Linked DNA regions of Mus musculus: region 1 is linked to region 2. Evidence: chromatin contacts called from public HiChIP or PLAC-seq data. All regions are on one chromosome and are shown on one strand. The core of a region is the stretch at or near the end of the contact, and the rest is flanking DNA. Distances in the headings are between cores, read along the strand shown. Region 1 overlaps Chat (choline acetyltransferase). Region 2 has its middle 21 kb from the start of Ogdhl.

Region 1 (4,280 bases), core at 1,396-3,895, 130 kb after region 2:
CTGGGACTGGTTCAGGCACATAGACCTCACTTATCCGGACAGAGAGGCGAGAAGCCACTAGATGTGCAAAACATATATCACCGGAGAGCGTACAGCTTATTCTTACAGAAAGCCTCAAATATGCCCCAAGAGACTGACAAGCCTACCCAGCAGGTGGGACCCAGTGTGGGCACCTGCTCCCACTTCTGCTATTTCTGTCTTCTGTACAGGTGACTTTCTTGAGGTAGTGTGTGTTTTCCACTATACCACCCTTGTCATAGGTGTTAGTAACCCATCCTTTGCTTTAAAGTTCATCAGAATTTCAAGTCCATCATAAGCCAAAACCTCACAGCTTTGATCTAAAATTCCAAGGAGATGCTTCAAGACCCAGAGAAGAGGGCTGAGCTTGGACTGGGTGGAGCCAGATGCTGTGACAGAATGGGGACACCCTGTAGCCTCTGGGCCACGGTGAGAGTGCCCTATGCACAGGCAGTGTGGGATGTGATATCAGACATCACCATGCACTGCCTCGCAGCGATTGCTGCCTGTATCCACAGCCTCCCCGCTCCCTCAGAGGACCCTGCATTTAGCCTTGCACGTGGACTAAGGGTTAAAAGCTACAACTTTCAGCCTCTTCTTGCTAGAAGTGAGCGAACATCTAAATTCTTCCAATAAAATCTAGAGGCAAGAAAACCAAGTGCCTGTTCTCCCCAGCATGCCTCTTGTCTCTCTAACCTGAAGACAGCCGTGAGACTTAGCCTTGCACTGTGTGCTCTGTGGCAGGGGGAGGAGGTAGGCAGTGGGGGTGGGGATGAGGGATGGGGGCGGGGTTGGACGTTCACTGTCTTCGGAGCACAGGGAGGGTATGCTGGGTCAGATCCTCCTCTTTACTTCCAGGAAGCCCTTCCCACCTTCCTCCACACTGCAGCTCCTGCACACAGGGCTGTGTCACCCTTCCATATGCCTGCCGTTTTCTGTACACCGTGTGTGTGACCCTGCTGTCATCCTAGGCCCTCAAAGTGGCTGTCATGCAGCCTCCCAGGTCTGGGTACTTTTCCATGTCTATGCACTCTTTGAAGAAAAGACTTCCATTTAATGTGGGCAAAGAAGAGTATCCATATTAGTAACAGATTGCAGGGCACTTTCCTCAGCCTGGCCCAGATGGGAGTGAGATCTGTGCCCAGGTAAGAGATAGGCCTGTAGCAGCTCAGCAGCCTTATAGGAATGGTCAAAGCCCCACAAAGGACCAGAATCTATGGCCCATTGCTCATAAGCCTAGTAGAGAGGTAGGAGGAGGGGTAGCCTGGGAACTGGATAGAGTTCATCTTTACTATAGGGTTCTCCACACTCCATCCCCCTCTTTTCCCTGGCACGCATCCATGAGGATAGCCACGGCACTAAGCCTTGTGTGGTGCGCTGTGCTAAGGGTCTCTTTAGCTTCCCAGTAGAGACAGTGCCTTCAGAACATGGGGAAAGTATACTTGATCAATCCCGTGTCAGATCCACATAGTCAGAGGGAGGGGGAAAGCATCCGGGAGGTGATAGCCAGGACGGTGGGTGGGCTGGAAGCAAACTCCAGCCACATGGGTGGAACTTAGGGATAAACTTCTTGTCCTCCAGCTTAAGGGTGAAGGTTATAGGATTTCGGTGAGGCCAGATGACCACAGTGATGTGAGGTTACGGCCCAGCTGAGCACCTGTCATGTGTCAAGTGTCAATTCAGGCATGTGTGCTACAACAGGAGACTGGCAACAGTCTCACATCCCACTTGAAGAAACAAGAAAATAAATAACCAGACTGTAGGACATTTCCAAGACCTTACTTAAACATGGGGTTTGATAATAATTGCCCAGTGACTGGAGAAGGCTGGATTTGTTCCAGACATTCAACCCCAAGACCAGATTGGGAGCAGACCACCAAGAAGGTCAGACTCAGGAATGAGGAGTCCTCCCTGCAAGAAGATCAGGGCCAAGGTATGTGCTTGGAGTAGAGCCAAGGATGCCTCGGCATGTGGGAAGAATAAGATCATGCTAGCTGGTGAGGGGCCACGGCAACTAGAATGCTATAGATCGTTGCCCTCTTGGCCATTTCTTGGGGAATACTAAAAGCCTGGCTTTGTGTCTTCCTTAACCAGGATTTCTTAGAAATAAGCCCAAAGCAGTGTGGGATAGGCAGGCTGCAGCTCTCCAGGAAGCCCATAGCTAGCTTATCCCACTAGGGAAGAAGCTGCTGCAAGCCTGATCCAACCTCTGGAAGGGAGAGGGAAGGCTGGGGACACCCCTCTCAGCCACACAACATAGCACAGGCTTGAGGCAGAAAACAACGGACAGTTCCTCTCCATGCTAGTGGCTTGACCTCCTTCAGACAGAGAAAGATCCCTGAGGAGGGGCTGAGGCCTTACTATCAAATGCTGGCTGTGTCTGGCCCAGAAGCTCAGAACCACTCACCAGGAATCAGGCCCTGGCTCATTAGGCAAACTGAAATGGGGGCAGGACAGGAGAGCCGGGATGCCAGGTGGCCTTGCAAATGATCTCCCTGAATGCAAGTGCTGATCCGTCAAATACTGACAAGTTTATTGTGAAAGGCAGGAAATGAAGCACATGCAAACTCATCTACTGTGAGCGAGGCCCAAGTCTAATGGAAACACTAGGTGGTGGGATGGAGGCTTGTGGCAGGGGTCGTTTGTCTCTCGTGACCTCTGCACAGAGCACACCAGGGGGATCTTGCTTAATGCAGTGAATCAATCTCCCTCAAGAAGCCCCTACTTGCCCATGAGAGGTGGGACTTGAGTAGTACGGAATCTCTCCTGACGATCACACTCAGGGGCTCACAGCTTTGGTGCTGTGGAAATTCCAGAGGCCTGGAGGTTAGGAGCTTCCAGACTTACTCAGATGTGCAAAGATACAGCATGTATCTCAGGCCTCTGCTTTAGAAGGGTCAGACTCTCAGGTCCCGCTCTCTAACAGGCACGCACACCTGTTCACAGCCCTGCCCAGGACTCCTGCCTTCTCTGGTGTGCATCACGTAATGGTACAGTTCACATTTCCATCCTTGGAGATGAGGTCAGGAAGTCTTAGAGACATGAGGCTTCTAATCATCTACCATGTGCATTATAACAACCTTCCTTCCTAAAACAGTGGATTATATCTTCTTTTGGGAGATAAAATTTCCATCAGATGTTTGATATTTTCCCCTAATCTATGGCCTCGGAGAGGTGATCTTTATCATCCCAGCTCCCAGGGGCCAAGACAGTAACAAAAGTATGTCTTTATCAATGAAGCCTGTCTCTTTTGAATTAGAACCGATCTGAATTGAGTTATAAAATCTCCTTTAAATCTTTCAAGAGGGAGAGTCTCGTCTTCCAGGAAAACGGACTGGGTTTTGTTTTTCCCCATCCCCTCTCACTGGATATCATAGATAAATATTGTATTTAAAACAAACATAGGAAGGCTTTGGAAGATAGAAAGAGGAAAGCCTCCCAGACAGGAATCTCACAACCTAAAAAAGACCCGTTGTGATGGGTCCTTTGAGTGTGTTGGGCTGACCTGTACTCCATGCAAATCACTTATTAAAGATCTAACCTCCATTACGACTGAATTTTGAGAAGGAACCATTGGAATGATAACTAGGATTAAATGAAGCCATAGAAGGGGCTGACAAGACTGCTCCATATCCGGAGATGCACCAGTGACACTGACACAGAGAAAAAGCCTTTTAAACACACAATGGGAAGGCAGAAGATTGCAACCAAGAGCAGGGGGAAGGAACCATCCTTCTGATGCTTTCATCCTGGACTCTGGGGTCCTATAAGTCAGAAAGTCACTCTCGAGTCACCCAGTCTGTTGGGTTTTTGTTACGGCATCTTAAATCAACCGACACAGAGAGAGTTCCCCCTTCCTTTTTTATCTAACACAGTCAACATCTGGATTAGAAGAAATGAGAAACATGAAAACACAAATGGGAACACTCACATACAAGGACAAAGTTCCTACTCAGACCTGCTTTCTCTATTCACAGCAAAATAGAGCACTCTTGGATAAGCAGGTTGTAGTGGCAACTCCCTTTGAATTCCAGCACGTGGGAGACAGATGTAGGTATTTCTCTGTGAATTTGAGGCCAGCCAGAGCTACATAATAGAGAGACCTTGTCCCCCCAAAAGTAAAGCAAACCAAACAACAAAAAGCAAAGCAAACTCACAAACACACACAGAAAAGAGAACTCTTAGATAATAGCCTTTCTACTTCAGCCACATATCAACAGGAATAATGTACAAGTACTCAACTCTCTATACACCCATAATCT
Region 2 (3,931 bases), core at 1,243-3,742:
TATAATCCGAGGAATCTTACATTTGAGGAACCATGGTAATGTTAGTGGCAACTGTGTGCCAGTCTATTCTAAGCTCTGGTACTATATATACTTGTAACTAACAAACTCTTAGCAAGTTTATGCTCTAGAAGGAACATAGGTGCTCACGAGTCTCATAAAGCCCTGTCATGTCAGTTAGAGTGAGTAGTTAGAAAAGCTTGGGTGTGTATTTTACACATACCCAAAAGCTAGAGAAATGAACGTAAGTATATCCACCATCTTTTCTGATGATTAATTTATCCCCCATTTCACCTTTACTACATTCCTGCCTACTACCTACCTCTAAATTAGGGAGTTCATCTGAGACATTTCATCTGTAATCAATACATCTTAAAAAGATGTGCCCACAATAACACACACATAATAACACATGCATAATAGAGGACTAATTTAAAAGAGCACTTAGACATAATTGTCATTATCCTGGTTAAATACAGATAAGACCCATGGACGTGTGTGTGTGTGTGTGTGTGTGTGTGTGTGTGTGTGTGTGTGTGTGTGTGTGTGTGTGTTTAAGTACAAAAACAAAACTGGTACACTGAAAGAAGTAGAAGGAAAGGGGCAGACTAGCTAGAGACCCTGGGAGTCAACAACAGGGGTTCCTGTGGATATTCTTGTTACTTTGTAAACTCTGCTCTCACTAGAGAAACCAACAGCTGGGAAGTGCTGCATGCAGAAGGAAATGAGAAAGAAGATGTGGTTAAAAGTGTTCAGAGAAAAAATTTCTATACATTTCCCAATTTGGCGAATGACATATGAAACTTGTCAAGCTCAAACAAAATGCCCCAGAATGCAAGGTAACTTCCAAGAACTAAAGAAAAAAAAATCTTGAAAGTAATGAGCAAGGACATATTCCAGGACAAACAGTTCAAATGACTGGATTTATCAGAATCCATAAAGATGGGAAGGGAGTGCTGCAGACTGCACGGTCGCCAAAAGAATTCAGCGAGAACATAATTCAGTGGGAGAGAGCACCATGACAGTCTTGGACGCAGGAAAGCCAAGAGAACCTGTTGGCAGCTGACCTGACTAATAGCCTGGCCAAAGCTCTTAAAAGAAATGAAATGTTTAAAAAAAAAAAAAAAAAAAAAGGAGGAGGAGAAGATTATGATGATATTGGAAGATCAGAAAAGAAATGTAGTTGAAATAAAGGTATGACAAACCTCAAGATTTTTCAAATGTTTATCAAAGTTAAAGGTGACTTTATTATATGAAGGGGAAATGAAGCAATGACTCAGATATAAATATTTGAGGGCAGAAAGCAAATAGATGTAAAGTTTCCACATCACACAAACTGGTAAAATGCAACACTAAAGGGCAGGAAAAAAACCCAAAGGCTGTTCAAAATGATTAATCGAACAAATAAGCCTTTGTTTCAGCTATGGGGGGAAAAAAAGGTACATTTTATCGTTACTATTGGAAATGAGAAGTGGGTATCACTGCATATCCTGAGACATAATATAATAATCGAGGATTGGGAACCTAATGCTCACAAATTTGATACATTAAAAGAAATGGACCTATATTTGAAAAGCATCAGCCACAAATTACAGGAAGAAATCAGTAAATCAGTAGCTAATGACCTTCCAAACAGAAAGCTCCCACACCATGATTCCTAAGGAATCCTATGAAATGAAGGTCTTAAAGCAACTGTCGAGAGTGTGTTTTGGAGAGTAGAAGGGAACTCACCTAGCTCATGCTATAAGGTAAACACTACCCTCAACAACAAAACCAAGCAACACCTTTAAAGAAAACAAATTATAGACCAGTATCTCTTGACTTAAAAGTAAAAGTTTTGAACAGAGAGTTAGCTACTTAAGTCCAACAGCATAAATTTTAGATGTACATCATTACCAAATGGAATCTATCCCAGATATATAAGGCTGGGTAGTATTTTTTTTTTTAATTCGTATAATCAAGCCATCACATTAACAGTCTAAATAAAATAGAGGCGGGGCATATAGCCTTCCATATTGCGGGGCCCTGAGTTTGGTCTCTAGCGCTGCCAGAAGGAGGAAAATACCATCACATCAATAGACACAGAAAAGGCATCCGGGAAAATCCAGTTTCCGTTCACGATTTAAACCTTCGGGAAACTAGGACTAGACGGGAAGGTTCCTACCTTGGTAACATACACAAAAAGTGTTAGGTGATATTCAGTGGGAGGGACTAAAAGCCTTTCTGGTATGGTCAGGAAGACGACGAGTATGCTCCCTTTCAATACTGGAAGGGCTAGCTACTGCATACAAATAAAAGAAAATAAGAAATAAGACTCTGCTTTAAAGAACTTTAAAAACTGCTTTAATTAGAACACGATGTCATAGCCTCTCAATATAGCATGTTTACAAGAGAAAATCCTTCAGAAGTCAAAATCCCGGCTCTGGTAGCATTGGCCTTGTTATGAGAAGCCCGGCCCCTCTGCCCGTCAGGTCCTGCTGCTCTACAATTCGTTTGGTTCCCTTTTCATCTCTTCTGCTTGGTATGCGTTAGGTTTCCTGACCCCGATGCGTCACTAATTCATCTGTACCAGAATGTTCCCTTCCTGGAACTCGGGATGTTTTCGATGTCACTCTGACCTCTGTTTCTCTTAGTTAATTGTTTTAAATGCATACAAAAGCAGCTTTGTTCTTCGCATTTGATCCAGAGCCACACACAGCCACGTGGTCCCCAGAACCCTGCCAATCCAGATATTCCTTCCATAGAAAGGGATAGCATTGCTCAGCCCCCATGTCAAAGAGAGGGACCACCATGCAAGCCATGCGCCCTGGACAAAGGACCTTAAAGGTACTACACGTACTAACAGTACTGAGAGTCGGGGGAGGAGCCAGCATCTAGCCTCCTCTTTTCCAACCACTTTTCCTTCCCCCTTTCCTCTCTCTTTTTGTCCTTGTGCACACTGCAGTGAACTTTCGTCCTAATGACAAACACTCCACTTTTTAGTCCATAATCACTGTTCCTACTTCTCCCGATGGCTGAATTGCCCCTGGGAAGTCTATAGTTTGCCCACTATGCACATGCCCAGATCACTGCCATGGCCAGTTTTGGAGAACAGCATTTTCTCACAAAGAGGCTCCATGGGCAGGTGGGACAGTGCATCTGAATTCTCCTCCCTAAGGAGGGAACCTAGGGATACTCACTGGCAGAGGTGTGGGAAGGTGACTGGAGGCTAGGAAGTAGGCGGAGTCTCCGTGTGGGCAATCTATCTTCACCAACCTCACAGCTCAGTGGTATTAATCTACCCTATAAATGGATGGCTTAAAAAGTCAACTAAAAGCAAGGAACCAAGAGCGGGCGAAGCCATTAAGTCTTGAGGGATTATATAAGCTTTCCTCAGCCCGACAAGGGTGTGCTGCAGTGAGGCTCAGGCAGGTGTTGGTCGTTAATCTCTCAGAAGGGCAGTCTCTGAGTTACCCATGCTGGACTGGATGGCTGTATTATTCCACACAGAGACACGTACTTAGGAAATCAATAGTGCTATAATAGCAGAACATGACTAATGTCCTCTGCCTTTCTTTAAAACCCCTGGCTTCCTCTAGCTCAACAATGAGAGGATCTATCCAGCCAGGGGATGAACGAAGTCCTGGACCTGCACGGGGAGGGAACTCACACTCAGACAGCATCCAGGGTGCAGGCCACTGCCTTACACACACCAGAACTGACCTTGAGTCTCACATCAGAACTGATTCCAGCTAGTGCTAGACAGGCCTCTGTCTGCTCTGCTTTTCAATCTGTGAGAAGGGTTAAACAGTTGCTACTTTGCCTCCAAGAAAAATTACCACTGTATTTTATCATAATGTTTAGGCCTTTCTCATTTTCCTTGCCTTGTGTTGGAGTGTGTGTGTGTGTGTGTGTGTGTGTTTCCCTTCAAAGTCTCAGACCTTTCCACCTGCTG

Evidence for each region. HiChIP or PLAC-seq counts read pairs in DNA pulled down with a chosen protein or histone mark.
Region 1: a contact with region 2 is called in an H3K27ac HiChIP or PLAC-seq map of VIP interneurons, with 3 times the contacts expected there. The contact joins two enhancer-like sites. A contact is called at or near these places in 3 of 39 promoter capture datasets (the C10 cell line, cranial neural crest and embryonic stem cells), 1 of 484 Hi-C or Micro-C datasets (nephron progenitors), 1 of 115 datasets of contacts at active chromatin or transcription factors (VIP interneurons) and 1 of 9 other capture datasets (liver).

What each region holds. Positions count from the first base shown.
Region 1 is chr14:32,426,761-32,431,040 of GRCm38.p6, forward strand. The region is part of intron 8 of Chat (choline acetyltransferase); the gene reads right to left. Among named protein-coding and RNA genes, the nearest start is that of Slc18a3, 36 kb to the right of the region's middle. Within about 2 kb of position 2,646, at least 12 of the 459 cell types and tissues checked have an H3K27ac peak or open chromatin away from gene starts, as enhancers often do. A contact at or near this core is called in VIP interneurons, where this site is marked.
Region 2 is chr14:32,299,184-32,303,114 of GRCm38.p6, forward strand. No RefSeq gene overlaps it. Among named protein-coding and RNA genes, the nearest start is that of Ogdhl, 21 kb to the right of the region's middle. Within about 2 kb of position 2,493, at least 33 of the 459 cell types and tissues checked have an H3K27ac peak or open chromatin away from gene starts, as enhancers often do. A contact at or near this core is called in VIP interneurons, where this site is marked.